Regions from separate parts of the Gossypium hirsutum genome. Here region 1 is linked to region 2. A link is a contact called in public Hi-C data. All regions are on one chromosome and are shown on one strand. The core of a region is the stretch at or near the end of the contact, and the rest is flanking DNA. Distances in the headings are between cores, read along the strand shown.

Region 1 (6,892 bases), core at 3,210-5,709, 430 kb before region 2:
TGACTTATGCACCAATGGACGCATCAGATATTATTCCAAAAATAATTATGAATATATTATATTTGTAAAAATGTATAAATATTTTTAATAATATAAAGTGAAAAATTATGCATTATATAAATGATAGTTTGAAATTTCAAATTCTTTTACTTTTATAGGGAACGGTGTATATTATTCTAAAAATCTAAATATAATTTCCTCACAATGTTTAAATTTGTATATTTTCTTTACTAAAATAAGTATTTTTTTAATTCTAAAATTCTTAACAAAATTAACATTTTTCTCCAAATCCCTTGTTCAAACGCACACTTAATAAATCACAGATGAAAAACCAATTTAAAATAAAACAATAATAAAAGAAAAAAAAGTAAAGAATTTAATGAATTTGAAGCCTTAAATTTAAATCACATGTTATATTTTGAGTTTAAATTGTTTTTCTATACATTTTATATAAAAGTTTAAAAGGAAAAAAAACACTTTATAAGAACAGTTATTAATTATTTTAAAATTTTATTTTATTTAATACTTAAATAAAGTGAAGATTCTTTATAAATTTGTTTAAATATTGTGATTCTCATGTTCAATTTCATCTAAATTTCAATGCATTATTTTCAATCAGTGTACGTCAACAAAATTCATCCTTCTGGTTAAAGATTGATTTGCAGTGCCAAAACTTTAGAGTAACAAGTAAAACTCCTGTCTCCCACTTACACAAATAAAAGAAATTGATTTGCAGTTCATGCATTTATAATGTGTTTTAATTAATTTTATATTTACGATTGAGAAAGTCCCAAATTCATCATTAAGACCACAAGCAATGTGAAAACGGCAAAGTTTAGCTTCCGAAAGAGAAACACTGCATAATTCACAACTCAACAGACCAGATTACAAGCCTGAAGATTTCTAAGACCTTGTAGTACATTTACTTACAATATCAATATTAGATTTAACATCCCCTTTCAATGAGCTGTATGGAGAATACTGTTTAGTGTGCGGTGTGATTGGACTGCACAAGCGCAATGCACGGACGTTAAGTTCAAGCAGCCGCTCATGACGAGGGAATGCCTTCCAGAGCAGGTGTGAAGAGCAGGGAACGTATCACATAATGCCTGAACAGCTGAAGGAGTTAGTGCAGTACACTGGCTTATATTCAGACTTCTAAGACCTTCCTCATCATATCTACCCTTCATGGACTGCCAGATTGAAGCCTTGTTCTTCACTCGGCTGTGAGCCAGTGAGTACATTGCCGTGTCTGTGATATTCCGGCAATAGTACAGACCAAGCGACCTCAAATGGAGACATCCATTTGCCAAAGCAATCACGCTATCATCTGCAATACAATGTAAAAGCTGATCAGTCTTCATCTTCAAAGCATGCAATGTTTGCCTTCTGTTCTTGAAAGTGAAAATGGTAAACAAGCTTAGTTATTCGAAGACTGAACATCAACCTGCTTCAAAAGCTAGAAATGACGGTAAAAGTTTCTTGATATTGTAGTCCACTCTCATGCAAACTTCACATATGTTTTAAACTGGATTATAGGGAAGCCAATTTAAAGTCAATAAATAGATGGTATCCACATTTGAGAATACGAATGCATAATTTTAAATTGTCTACCGACAACCATTAGCACTAGGTGCTGCCAGACTTCACTAGATATACGTGGAAGCAAAATGCCATGTCAAATTTCAAAGGGAGATGAATTAGGCAAGAGTGTTGGAATTTGGAACTGAAACAATATGTTGAATTTCAATGTCACAGCAGTAAGTTATATTACATTGTAAATACCGAATATGAACCCAATGAAAGCAATACCTGTTATGCGGACACAGCCACACAAGTCAAGGCATCTGAGATCAGGGCATCCATATGCTAGACTCGTAACTCCTAGATCACCAACGTTGTCACACCATCCCAGATTTAAAGAGTGCAACATATTGCAGTTCTGTCCAATAGCCTATACCAATATTTCTGAATCAAGTAAGTCAATTTTCTAATCAGCAAGTAAATAATAGTATTGTTCCTACCTGCAATGCGCAGTCAGTTGCAGCTTTAACGCATCCACAGAGATTTAATATTTTTAGTTTTCGACAAAATTTAGTCAAATATTCAAGACCTTCATCACTGAATGATGTGCAGCCACTGATGTTAAGTTTTGTAAGATTAGGGCAACCATGGGCCAAAGCATAAAATGAGCGATCACCAAGCTTGAAACTTTTGCTGAGGTCCAGATCCTGCAGATCATGACAGAATTTCGCAATAGTCTCAACAGCAGTGTCCTCAAGCTGCGGATTTTCTTGGCGTAGTACGAGAGTTAGCAATTTGGTAAATTTAGGAGCAAGGGATAGAACCAAGTTGTTCATGTTCTTCCAGCACCTGCAGCAAGATACCACACAACCCAATTTTAGCGAGGAAGTAAACTACCACAAATAAAATGACAAATCTAAATGCAGCCAAGCATAATATGAAAAAGTTTCCAACCAATAAGGTAGATATAAGATATTTCAAGATCTCCACATCAAACAAGCTTTAACCATTACTACTAAGATTAAATGTTAAGCAAGTTAATAAGCATCAGGTGGGGCACAAAAATACTACCATAACCACCAATATACATTGATAAATATATTTAAGAATTGATAAACCCGACTAGGAGAGTGTTTTCAAGTCATGCATTATGTTATCCTACCTATCAGAAACTAACGTACTAGGTGCTACAAACTTGGAGAACACTGAATACATCTTCCTAAATCAACCAAATACTTTCTTCAAGATTCATAAAAGGGAACAATGACCAAAACATTATTTGTAAACTCGTATCATTTATGAAGGTTCAAAAATCAAAAGCATAGCCAAATGAATGGTACTTCAACAAAAAATAATGCAAGTTTGCTGGTTAATTATAGTTAAAACAGAAAGTGACACGGGCAATTGTAAAGGCAATAATCAAGGGCTAACTGAAAATGGAACTTTATGAGGTTAACCCAGACACTTAATGAGGATATAGCATCAAGAAGGACTTTATAAAAGCCCTAGTACTAAAAAGATCTAACCTCCTTGAAGCTATAAAAGAACAGCAATATTCATATCTTAGAAGGCCAGGCAAATGAATCTATGGGCTGCTATGCGTCCAAAACTACTAAAAGGTTTGCCTTAGAGCTAGAGACAAGCAAACAAAGAACAGGAAATGAATTACAAATTATTGCTTTATATTAGAGTAAATCCTGGTTCTGTTCAGAACTCTAGAGGTAATAATAGCTAACCTGCAAAACAAGCACATAAACATCAAACAATTGTTGACGGAAACAACGAAAAACACAAATATTGGTACTTTTGAACATTGGAAAAAACAGATACCATGAGAGACAGAGATGGGTAAGGCCCAAGCAAATAGCATCCCTCCACCCACTACAAACACCAGAAGCAACAATAGCAGTTCGATCATCAACAAGGGAAACAATTCTCAACAACAGCTCCATAGGAATATCTTTCCACTCAGTGATCACCGCACCCTTCCTCTTAACTCCTTCACCACTATTTCCAGCAGCAACCATCATCAGCTTCTCAAAGCACAAGTTCAAGAATTCACTTCGCACCTTTTCTTCACCTATCATTTCACTTTCCTTTCTACTCACCACCGCCTTTTACTCAAGCTTATAAATTCCCTTGGTCCTAGAACCCAAAAGACTAATAAAAATAAAGTTAGAATGAGAAAAAACCAAAAAAGGACATTGAATTCAGTGAACACAGTCTAGTAAAGCGACAAGTGTCTAGAAAACACAACAGAAACCATGTGTCACAACCTTAAGAAACTTTGCAGATATTTTACAGAAGACCACAAAAAACAATCAAGTTTCTAGAATTTTAGCAATTTCTAAAGTATACCCTAAATTAAAATTTTAACTTTCTTAGTAGTTTTGTTAACTCTTCTTGGCATATACCAAACAGGTTGTTCGAAAGAGAAACAAAAAGAGGCCTTTTTTGTTAACTCTTCTTGGCATATACCATAGTTCAACAAATTGGATATCAGAGGGATGGACATGCAAAAACTAATAGAAATGATCACTGGAAAAGGAAACAAAAACAACCCCATTTCTTTAATGCAACAACCTCATTTCTTTGATTGCAAAACTTAACATTTCCAGCTGAAAGCTAAAATTATGAATTTTCATGTAAAATATTAAAATTTAACCCGCTTCAAAAGCAGCAGCTCAGTTTATAAAACAAAAGAAAAGCGGATGAAACAAACAAAAGTAAACAAGAGACAATCACCAAATAACAAATTTTAAGAAATTAAGAAGGAAACAATGGAAGATTAAGATTATGATCATACCTTTTTACTGGGTTTCTTTGTTTTCCTGCTTCGCTTTGCTCCAAGTTCATATGGATTTTGTTACCCAAAAAAAACAAAACGAACAAGAGTTTACTTACTAAAACATCAGAGAAGGAATAAAAAGAAAGGGAACCAATTAGCGACGTCAAAGGTGACACGTGTCGGGAATCGACGGTGATGTGATATTAAACGTAGTGGGACCAACTTAAAAATTTATTTCTAATCACAAAAACGTAAGTCATCAATATAGCGATTAGTAACGAAAGGAACCAGGTCCAAAACTTAGAATGAAAAATTAAACAAGTTCCAAGCAATAACATTAAATAAGTAAATACATGTTGGAGTAATTATAAGTATGAACCTAAATATATAATCTCGAATCTAAATACGTAACATCAAGACTTTTATCTTTAGTGGTTTGAATTTTCTTAAATGAGAGAAAATTTGAGGTTAAGTGTTGTTTTATTTATTTATTTATTTTGTTTAAAACCGAAGCCGCGCGGAAAAGCAATCAACAAGAAATTAAGTTTGTTGTATTTTTATTATTACTTGGTGTTGAGGTGTGGAGAAGAAAATATATAATTAATAAGATTTATATTTAAAAAGTAAAGAATTTGGACAACCTTGCGTACTAACAATAGAAATTTACACAAGTATCTAAATATATATACACTATATAAATGTGGAGTTAATTAGTTAAAAATGTCACTTTTAAAAGTTAATTAGGGAATTAAGTCGTTTTTTTCTTAAGAATATAGGTCGATTTTAGAGAGTTGGAAGCGTTTTCAGTTAAGGTGGCAGTCAAGGGGTTGAAAAGCGCTTCCTATAGGAAACATTTTCGTCTCATGGTCAATTTTTTTTTCGACGATTAAAATTTCAAATAGCTAATTACATTTTTGCTTCCCAAAGGCTATTTCATTTTCTATATAAACATACTTGTTTTCTTTTTTCTTCATTCAATCCTATTCCCTTAATTCTCTCTACTATTTTATTCTCAATTTTTTCATTCAATTTCTCTCAAATTCTTCTTGTCTTAATTTTATATTTCATAATTTCTTTGATTTCTTTGATTTTTATAATTTTCAAAATATCAAGGCCTCTTATTCGTTTGAATGTCAAACACATTTTCGGCATCCAATTACAAATAGTAAGAAAATATTATCAATTTTTTTATTTTAAATTAATATAATTATTATGTTAATATTATTAATATTTTAAATTTTTTATATTTATATGATCAGATCGAAGATCAAATAATTGAGACGTATATACACAATTTAAGTGGAAGGGCACCATGTGTAATTGAACACTAACTGCAAGATGCGAGATTCTTGCATGTGTCTCGTATGCTCGGGGGGACTAAATTGAAGCTCGAACTTATCAGCGCTTCGGTGGAAAGATGGAGACTCGAGACACATATTTTATCTTCCGTATGGTGAGTGTACAATTACACTTGAGGATGTAGCATTACAGCTCAGTTTATTGGTTGATGGGGCCGTTATTATGGGGGTAGTGAGCGTTGGCGACTGAAGCGCAATTTGCAACCAACTATTAGGCAAGGTGTCGGGTCAGTTTAGTGGTGGCCAGATAAAGATGAAATGGTTGAAGACAATTTTTCATATATTAATAGCTCCACTAGTATCGTTGGAAGACAACAATACGTGCGAGCATTCATATTGAGGTTAATCGAGGGTCTTTTAATGCAAGATAAATCTCGAAATCTGGTACATTTAAGGTGGCTCCTACAACTAATTGACTTAAAAGAAGTGATGCAACTCAATAGGGGATTAATTATGTTCGTGACATTGTACCAAGAGATTTGCAGGCAATGAAAACTTGCGCAAGTAAACTTGCGTGGGTAGTATTTCGCTTTCATGACTTGCGTGAGTAAACTTGTGGGGTTGGTAATTAGCTTCCACCCTTGCTTTGCCAACAAGGTTTTTTTAAATGACGATAAATCTTTAAACCCAATCCCCCTTGTGCCTCAGGGATTCATAATGACGCCAATTACACCAATGAATACCTTTTCTTTTTGTTTTTACATTTTGCCATCAAAATTTACACATAATATTCTCTAAATCTCGACATAATGAAGTTGGTAATTTGAAACATTGCATAGCATAGATTGGGATGGCTTATAAAACTGATTTGATAAACACCTCTCTCTCCTTCTAATGGACAAATTACGAATACTCAAATTTTAACTTTTGTCAAAAAATTTTCCTTGATTTCTACAAAAGCGTTTCTCTTTCTCCTTCCCACCATTGTTGGTAATCCAAGTTATTTTTTTGGGATTATTGAATATACAAACCCCTAGATCACTCCCTATTTGATGCTTGACTGCCTCGTTAGCGTTGTTACTGAAGTAAATTAATGATTTTTCAAAATTCACCAATTGTCCTAGAAATCTTTTCATACTCATTGACTATTGATTTTATAGCTAAAGCTCATTTTGTTGTTGTTTTTCCAAATAAAATACCAGCATCAACGAAAAATAAATAGGTTATTGACAGCCCTCCTCTCCCCACTTTTGCCCATTCAATTTTTCCTTCCTTTTTTACG
Region 2 (6,794 bases), core at 1,962-4,461:
TATTTTGTATAATGGAAAGTGATCATTGGGGTTTTAATTAGTTTGAATATGATTCCAATATTTTATATGCTGAAATATATTTATGTTATTTGGAATTTAACTTTTCCTTGAGAGTTACTTTCCCATAAAGTTGGCAATGTAATTACGATGATAAATAGTGAAAATTTTAGTTTCCCATATAGGTTGGAAGGTTAAAAAAATATTAAAACAAAATTAATCCTATTTTATTTTGGTTTATAGTATTAGTCTATTAAGCATTATCAAAAGGGCATAATAACTTATTTGGTTCTCCATCTTTAGAAGAAAAAAAAAAGTCATTTTAGCCATCCATTTAATTATTTATCTTTTTTAGCTCTTAAACTTGCATTGTTTGTCAAATCACCCCAAAATAGATAGAAAAGTTAACATTTGTTAACTTTGCTGATGTGGCATATACATGAATTGTCATGTGGATGCTATGTAAGTAATTAATTAATTTTTTAAAATTTAAAAATTCATAAAAAATATAAAAAAATGTTTTTAAAAATTTAAATTATAAAATATAAAAAAATAGTTTTAGTTTTTTTTAAAAATTAATTAATTGCTAACGAGACATCAGTAAAACTAACAAATGTTAATTTTTTCATCCATTTAAGGTGATTTGACAATCTAAGTTCAATGATTAAAAGAGACAAAACATGAAATAAACTAAAATGACTTTTATTTTTTGTAAAGTTAAACAGCAAAAGAGTTATTATGCCAAAAAAAAAAAAAGTTGTTGCCTTTAATTGATTCTCTCTTTTACTTCAATCGATCCTTTGAAAGTAAGAATTTTTTTCCCAATTTTACTTTTAACGTACATATTTAATCAACTATACAATATATAATTTAAATATTATATTTCTTTTCTATTTCTTTTCTCTCTTTCTCTTATGATATATTGTCAAAAGAAATTTCAACAAGACTAGAGTTGAAACATGCAAAAACATCCTACAAAAGTTAAATATGTCAATATTCTAGGTTCAACTCTCACTTTCTTCCCTCAACCTTCTAATAGTACTGCACACCATCACAGTGCTAGCAATATTCAAAGTATAAGTGCAAAACATGTAAAAATAAGTTTTATATATGCATAATTTTATTTAGGTAATATATACAAGATTTTGAAACAATTTCTTTTTTCAATTAAAATTATAAATTCAAATGATAATTTTAAAAATTATCATTTAAAATATTATTTTTAAATATTTAATTTAAATATTTGTTAATAATAATTGTTATAGTAAAATATTACATAAATATCATCTTTTATTTAGTAAAAATAATATCATAAATTATGATTACATTCCCATAAAACCATTTGGTTAACTAAATGTAATAATAGAACTTTCCTAAAATATTAATCTAAACTTTTCAATGTACATCAAAAGTTCAATTAAGTTTTCCATCACTAATATTCTTAATAATCACATTTTACTGAAATCATAAGATGGTCAATCTCGCTATTTATTTTAATCTCGCGATAGTCAATCTCACTACTATAATCAGGTATATCAACCTTACAATTGAGAACAGGCCCCCAAGTTGTCTTTAATTTGTGATTCACGGAACACGATAGCAGCCTTTCTCCTACTGTCCTTAGTATAGTTAAAGTTCCCACTAGCATGAAATCAACCTTATCCAGAAATTACATAGCTTGCTTTTATAAAGTAAAAAATTGCACTGGTGACAATAAGATATTTTGCAACTGAGCATGATTCATACAAGAAGAGATCAGATGCACGAAACTTTGGGTTTAAAGAACATGGATTCTATATAATTGGATGCTGCATTCATATCAGAATAACATTTTTACGAGTTTTCTGTTGTGTGCTAAATTTCACAAATCCTGGGAAGAGTTTAAATAGATCAAAGCACAGATTACCAATAAAATTTGGATTTATTATTCACATCATGTTGAGTTATTTCGGAATCCAAAGATCAAAACAAAGAAAATTTGTGTTTGAAAGATGAAAACAGAAGCAAAAGCAAATCGATTGAGAGGAAAAATTGATTGGAGCAATACAATGTGCATAAATAGCTTCATTACATTAATTGGAAGAAAACAAAACATAACTTGTGCTAGTATGCAAGCTGTAAAATCAGCTTAATGATAATCTAAGAAGCTACTAAATCAGCTAAGTAGCTGACTAACCTTAGCAAAAACAAAATTACAATCAGACAAGACTTAGTTTACATATTACAAAAAATTCAAACATCCAAATTACACATTCATTTCCTTGCCGCTGCCTTGTTGCCAACTTTCAACACATCATCATACATTGATTAATTTACATGAATCAACAACCACGTAGTGAAATTGGACCTTTCAGTTTCTTTGGGGTATCTTGGATTCATAATATAGAGAAATAATTTTAGACAAACCAACACACAAACCCTTATCCTAGACTTCGTCTGTGGGTTATTTTGATCTCTAGCTGCTCACTACATAATTAAACATATGGAAGAGACGAGACTATAATAATCTAAGCGGTTTAAGAGTGAGAAGACAAGGTTTTGCCAAAATCTTTTATAATCCTCTTCATCACACCTCCCCTCTGTGGTGGCTTCATTGGTGGGTCGCTAATGGGTGTCTGAGGCGTTTTCGGCGGCCTGCTGTTACTGCTTCCAGGATCTCTACAACTTCCATCATCTCCACTGCGGCTGCCGCCTTGGTTGTTGCCTTCACTCATCCTCTGATCTCTACTTGATTAACAAAAGAGCAGGAATAATGAATGGAGTTTGAAAGGAAAGATGAAGTGGGAAAAATGGGAGGCCTTTTAATGTTGGATTTATGGGTCTTAAGCGTTCAACGACAAACCCAGCTGCACAAGGGCATGCGCATTTTTGCTTTAATGGTATGGCCCCCGCATCCCACGTGTTCTTTTTTTTCCTTGGATAACTCTGATACGTCATTAAGGTATAAATGGATGCATAATTATTAAATCTTTTAAAAATAAAAATAGATAATTAAATGGCAATTAAAAAATTTATCACATCACATCATACAGTTTATTGTTAGTTGATAGATTTATACACTAACCATCTATTAAATATAATTTTTGAAAAATATATTAGTAATCTAAACAAACAAATATAGTTTAAGAATGAAGAGGCAACCTTTATATTAATTCAATAAACAATTGCTGTACAAATTTATAAATATTAGCAAGAAAGGGATGATTCATACATGACCTCATTATTATTAGAGCCTTCACGTGCCTATTTGGAGTTTGACCCCACTAACCACTCCCATGCTCCCTCCTTTTTTTTAATTAAAATAATATTAAAAAATTAATTAATTATAGTAAGAGGTTGAGGATCAAATTAATTATGAAAAATGATGTTTGCTACACTAATTTTAAGCCTCGTTTGATACACACAGTATCAATGAATTTTTTTCTAAAAAATAAAAAATATTTTTTTAATTGGTGTCACTAATGTGTCAAATGACAAACCTTGATTAAATAAAAAACTTATTATTTTAGGATAAAGTATTAAATGTAGGGAAAAGACATTAAGACATTAAATGCATGAAAGAGCCACTAAGGCATTTTTTTAAGTATAATAGCAAGATAAAACCCGAACAACAAACGCAACTAACGCATTAAATGAAGGGAATATGTTGTTATCTAGTGTTGGAACCATAAATCAATTTTTATTTTTTTTTCACTTTTTCAACTCTTTTTTTTCTATCAAATTTTTTTTTAAAAATTATCGCTGCTGCCAATGTGTTAGGCAGCACCACAATTTTTTTTTCACTTTTTCAAGTTTTTTATTTTCTATCAAATTTTTAAAGGAAAAAAATCACTAGTACCGCCAATGTGTTAGGCGGTACTCAAAGCTACTACAACAAACAACCCATTTTTGTAATTAATTAATTTTTAATATTATTTTTATAAAGAGGCTACAACTTCATTTAAATTAATTTAGGTATAATAATAAATTAAATTTTTAATGTTTCTATTTTTTGGCAATTTGAGGTGATAATTACGATGCAAATTTCATGCCAATTTGAATATGAGACTTTAGATGAGTGATCAATAATATGGCTCGTCGATGTTGCCACGTCATAGATAAGCATTGTAAATCTACTACCGTTTCAACCAGTAAGATACCAATATGGGGAGAGAACCCTTGGTTTGCTCCGTACTTTAAACATTTCCTCTTGTATGTATGTTCAAGTGACTACACTTTGAAGAGATTTGAAGAATCTTTATTCACGCAATTTTGAGTTAGCTCGAACTAAAAGGAAGGTTAGATACTGCAATGGATAGCAGGGTTTTTTTATAAAAATAATTTAAAAAATTAATTAGTTAAAAAAATGGGTTTAGGAAAATTATTTACTAAAATGGATTGTTTGTACAGTGAAACTAGTTAATTAGTTAAAAAATTAATTAGCACCACCCAACTTTTCACCTAATCATCAGCTAATCATTACATTTAAAAAAAAAACTTTTGTGACATCACTATGTCAGGCAACACCTAATATTATGAGGATAATGCGTCGATAATGGTCGAGATAGCTCAATTGGTAGGGCAGAGGACTGAAAATCCTCGTGTCACCAGTTCAAATCTAGTTCCTGGCATATGATTAATTTGTATGAGTATTTAGTCTACAAATTAATTTATATGGATCGACATAATACGTACTTATCTAGCTAGGTATATGAGAGTAAACCCTCTCTTTATTTATTTTATTTTGTATTTTTTCTCTTTTTACAATGAGCAAAGAGGCTATTCTAATGTGTCTATTATAATGTAGTAAAAGATAAATTTTGCTTATCTTTCCTCTTCTTTTTATTTGTTCACACTACGACTTCTCACATTCAAAAAGAATGTTAATACTTCATACATATTTAATTAAAAGATTAAAATAGTTGGTTGAAAGGCCCAGTAAAAAGTCGGGTCTAGAGGAGTTCTGTCTAGTGTGCATTTTAAAAAAATACTCGTATTTTTACATGTATACACGATGAGAGAAAAATAAAAAAAATATTTCTTTTTAAGTGGGTGTCATCAATGTGTTAAGAGACACCCTTTTGAATTTTTTAAAAAAAATTCAATCACGAAAACAAAGAGTTGAAGGTAAAAATAAAAGCTGATAAAAAAAGAAAGCCTGTCACTAATAGAAATTGTGGAATTAAAATTAACTTTTTAATAAAAATAGTGAAGAAATTGTCATTTATTTATAAGACAAATGTGATATATGAGAGTGTTCTCTAGTCAATATTGGATTAAAATTAACTTTTAACTTTTTTAATTTCTTAAATTATATTAAAGGTTAAATATAAAATTGGTATTTGAACTTGCCATCTTCTCCCAAATTGGTACTTAAGGGTTTTCTTTGTCCCAAATTAGTGCTTGAATTTTTTCTCCGTCAACTAATTTGGTACTTTTTTTAACGCCGTTAAATCCGAAATAGGTAGTAGAACAAGATTATGACACATGACATAATGACATCATCATGATTTCATAAACTAAAAAATATATTAAAAATTAATAAAATTATTTTCATTTTTTCCTTATTTCCTTCCTTTTCTCGTATTCCTTTCTTCTTCCTCTTGTCACTTTGTCTTTGTCTTTTTTGGGTTCATTCAACATTTCTAGGTTGCTTTGAAAAAAAATTTAAAAACATTTCTAGGTCCATTTTTTTTCTCATTCCTTCTTTTTCCCTGTAATTCATTTCTTCTTCCTTCTTCCTCTTGTCACTTTTCCTTTTTTTTGGGGGGGTTTCATTCAACATTTTTAGGCCAGAGCATTAAAACAATAAAAATTTGTAATTAAAATTTTTTTGGGTTCATTCAACATTTCTCGTATTGAAAAAAAAACAATAAAAATTACAAAACTCATCAATCCATTAAAACACAAAAACCAAAACATTAACATCACAAACATATTAGAACACCCGTCAGTCCATTAAAAATATCAAGAAAATTAAAATCACAAACAAAACCAATTAAAAAAAATTAACATAACAAACAAAAATCCATCAATCTATAAGAACACAACCAAAAAAAAAAGAAAATGATGAGAAACAAATCAAAACCAAGACCCGTTTCAAGTTTTTGGGTTCTTAAGATTCAGGCCATGGTCGATAAATCCAAATGGTCAAGACGTTGGACATAGTGAGGAGAAGCTACGATCAAGTTCCATGATTATTCAACGGTGGTGGCTTTATTCGACGTCGAAGAGCAACGATAGTGAAGCGACGATCAGAGGCTTTGAAAAAAATAAAGTAGAAAAGAAAAAGAGCAGAAGTAGTAGAGAGGAAGGAAAGTCGTTCGGTACTTCTCCGATTGGTGAGGACACTGAAACAGACAATGACGACATCAGAGCAAGGTGATTAGCAGAGGAGAATCCCAACGAGATTTCAAGAAGTTCTTTATGAAAACAAATCAGAAATGAAAGAGTAAGAGGAAAAATTTGACCGGTGCCATTATTTGGATCAGAGAATGAACACCGGTGACAATGTCGAAGTGTGATTGTGGTGCATGCTAGAGGCAGCTAGGGTTTGGAAAGAGAGGAGGAGAATAAAAAGAAAAGAAAAAAAATAAAAGAAAAGGAAAAAGGGAAAGAATAAAAGAAAAGGAAAAAGGAAAACTAGAAAAATAAATTATGTCATCATTATGATGTCATTATGCCAAGTTTCACAATCCTGTTCTGCCACCTGTCTCAGATTTAATAGAGTTAAAAAAAAGTACCAAACTAGTTGACGGAGAAAAAGTTCGGGTATCAATCTGGGGCAAAAAAAAACTTTAAGTACCAATCTGGGAGAA

The links. A called contact is a pair of places that touch in the nucleus more often than the background predicts.
Region 1: a Hi-C map of callus shows a contact between it and region 2, with 2.0 times the contacts expected there. The contact joins the promoter of LOC107949523 here to the enhancer-like site in region 2. A contact is called at or near these places in 2 of 34 Hi-C or Micro-C datasets (callus and leaf).

Annotation. Positions count from the first base shown.
Region 1 is chrD03:18,122,081-18,128,972 of Gossypium_hirsutum_v2.1, reverse strand. It overlaps LOC107949523 (F-box protein SKP2B), which reads right to left and starts at 4,459. Exons shown (of 5, transcript XM_016884190.2): 1 at 4,331-4,459; 2 at 3,355-3,684; 3 at 2,025-2,373; 4 at 1,813-1,954; 5 at 821-1,330. The coding sequence starts at 3,611. The coding sequence ends at 960.
Region 2 is chrD03:17,688,873-17,695,666 of Gossypium_hirsutum_v2.1, reverse strand. No RefSeq gene overlaps it. Among protein-coding and RNA genes, the nearest start is that of LOC107949844, 26 kb to the right of the region's middle. Within about 2 kb of position 3,211, at least 8 of the 9 cell types and tissues checked have an H3K27ac peak or open chromatin away from gene starts, as enhancers often do. A contact at or near this core is called in leaf, where this site is marked.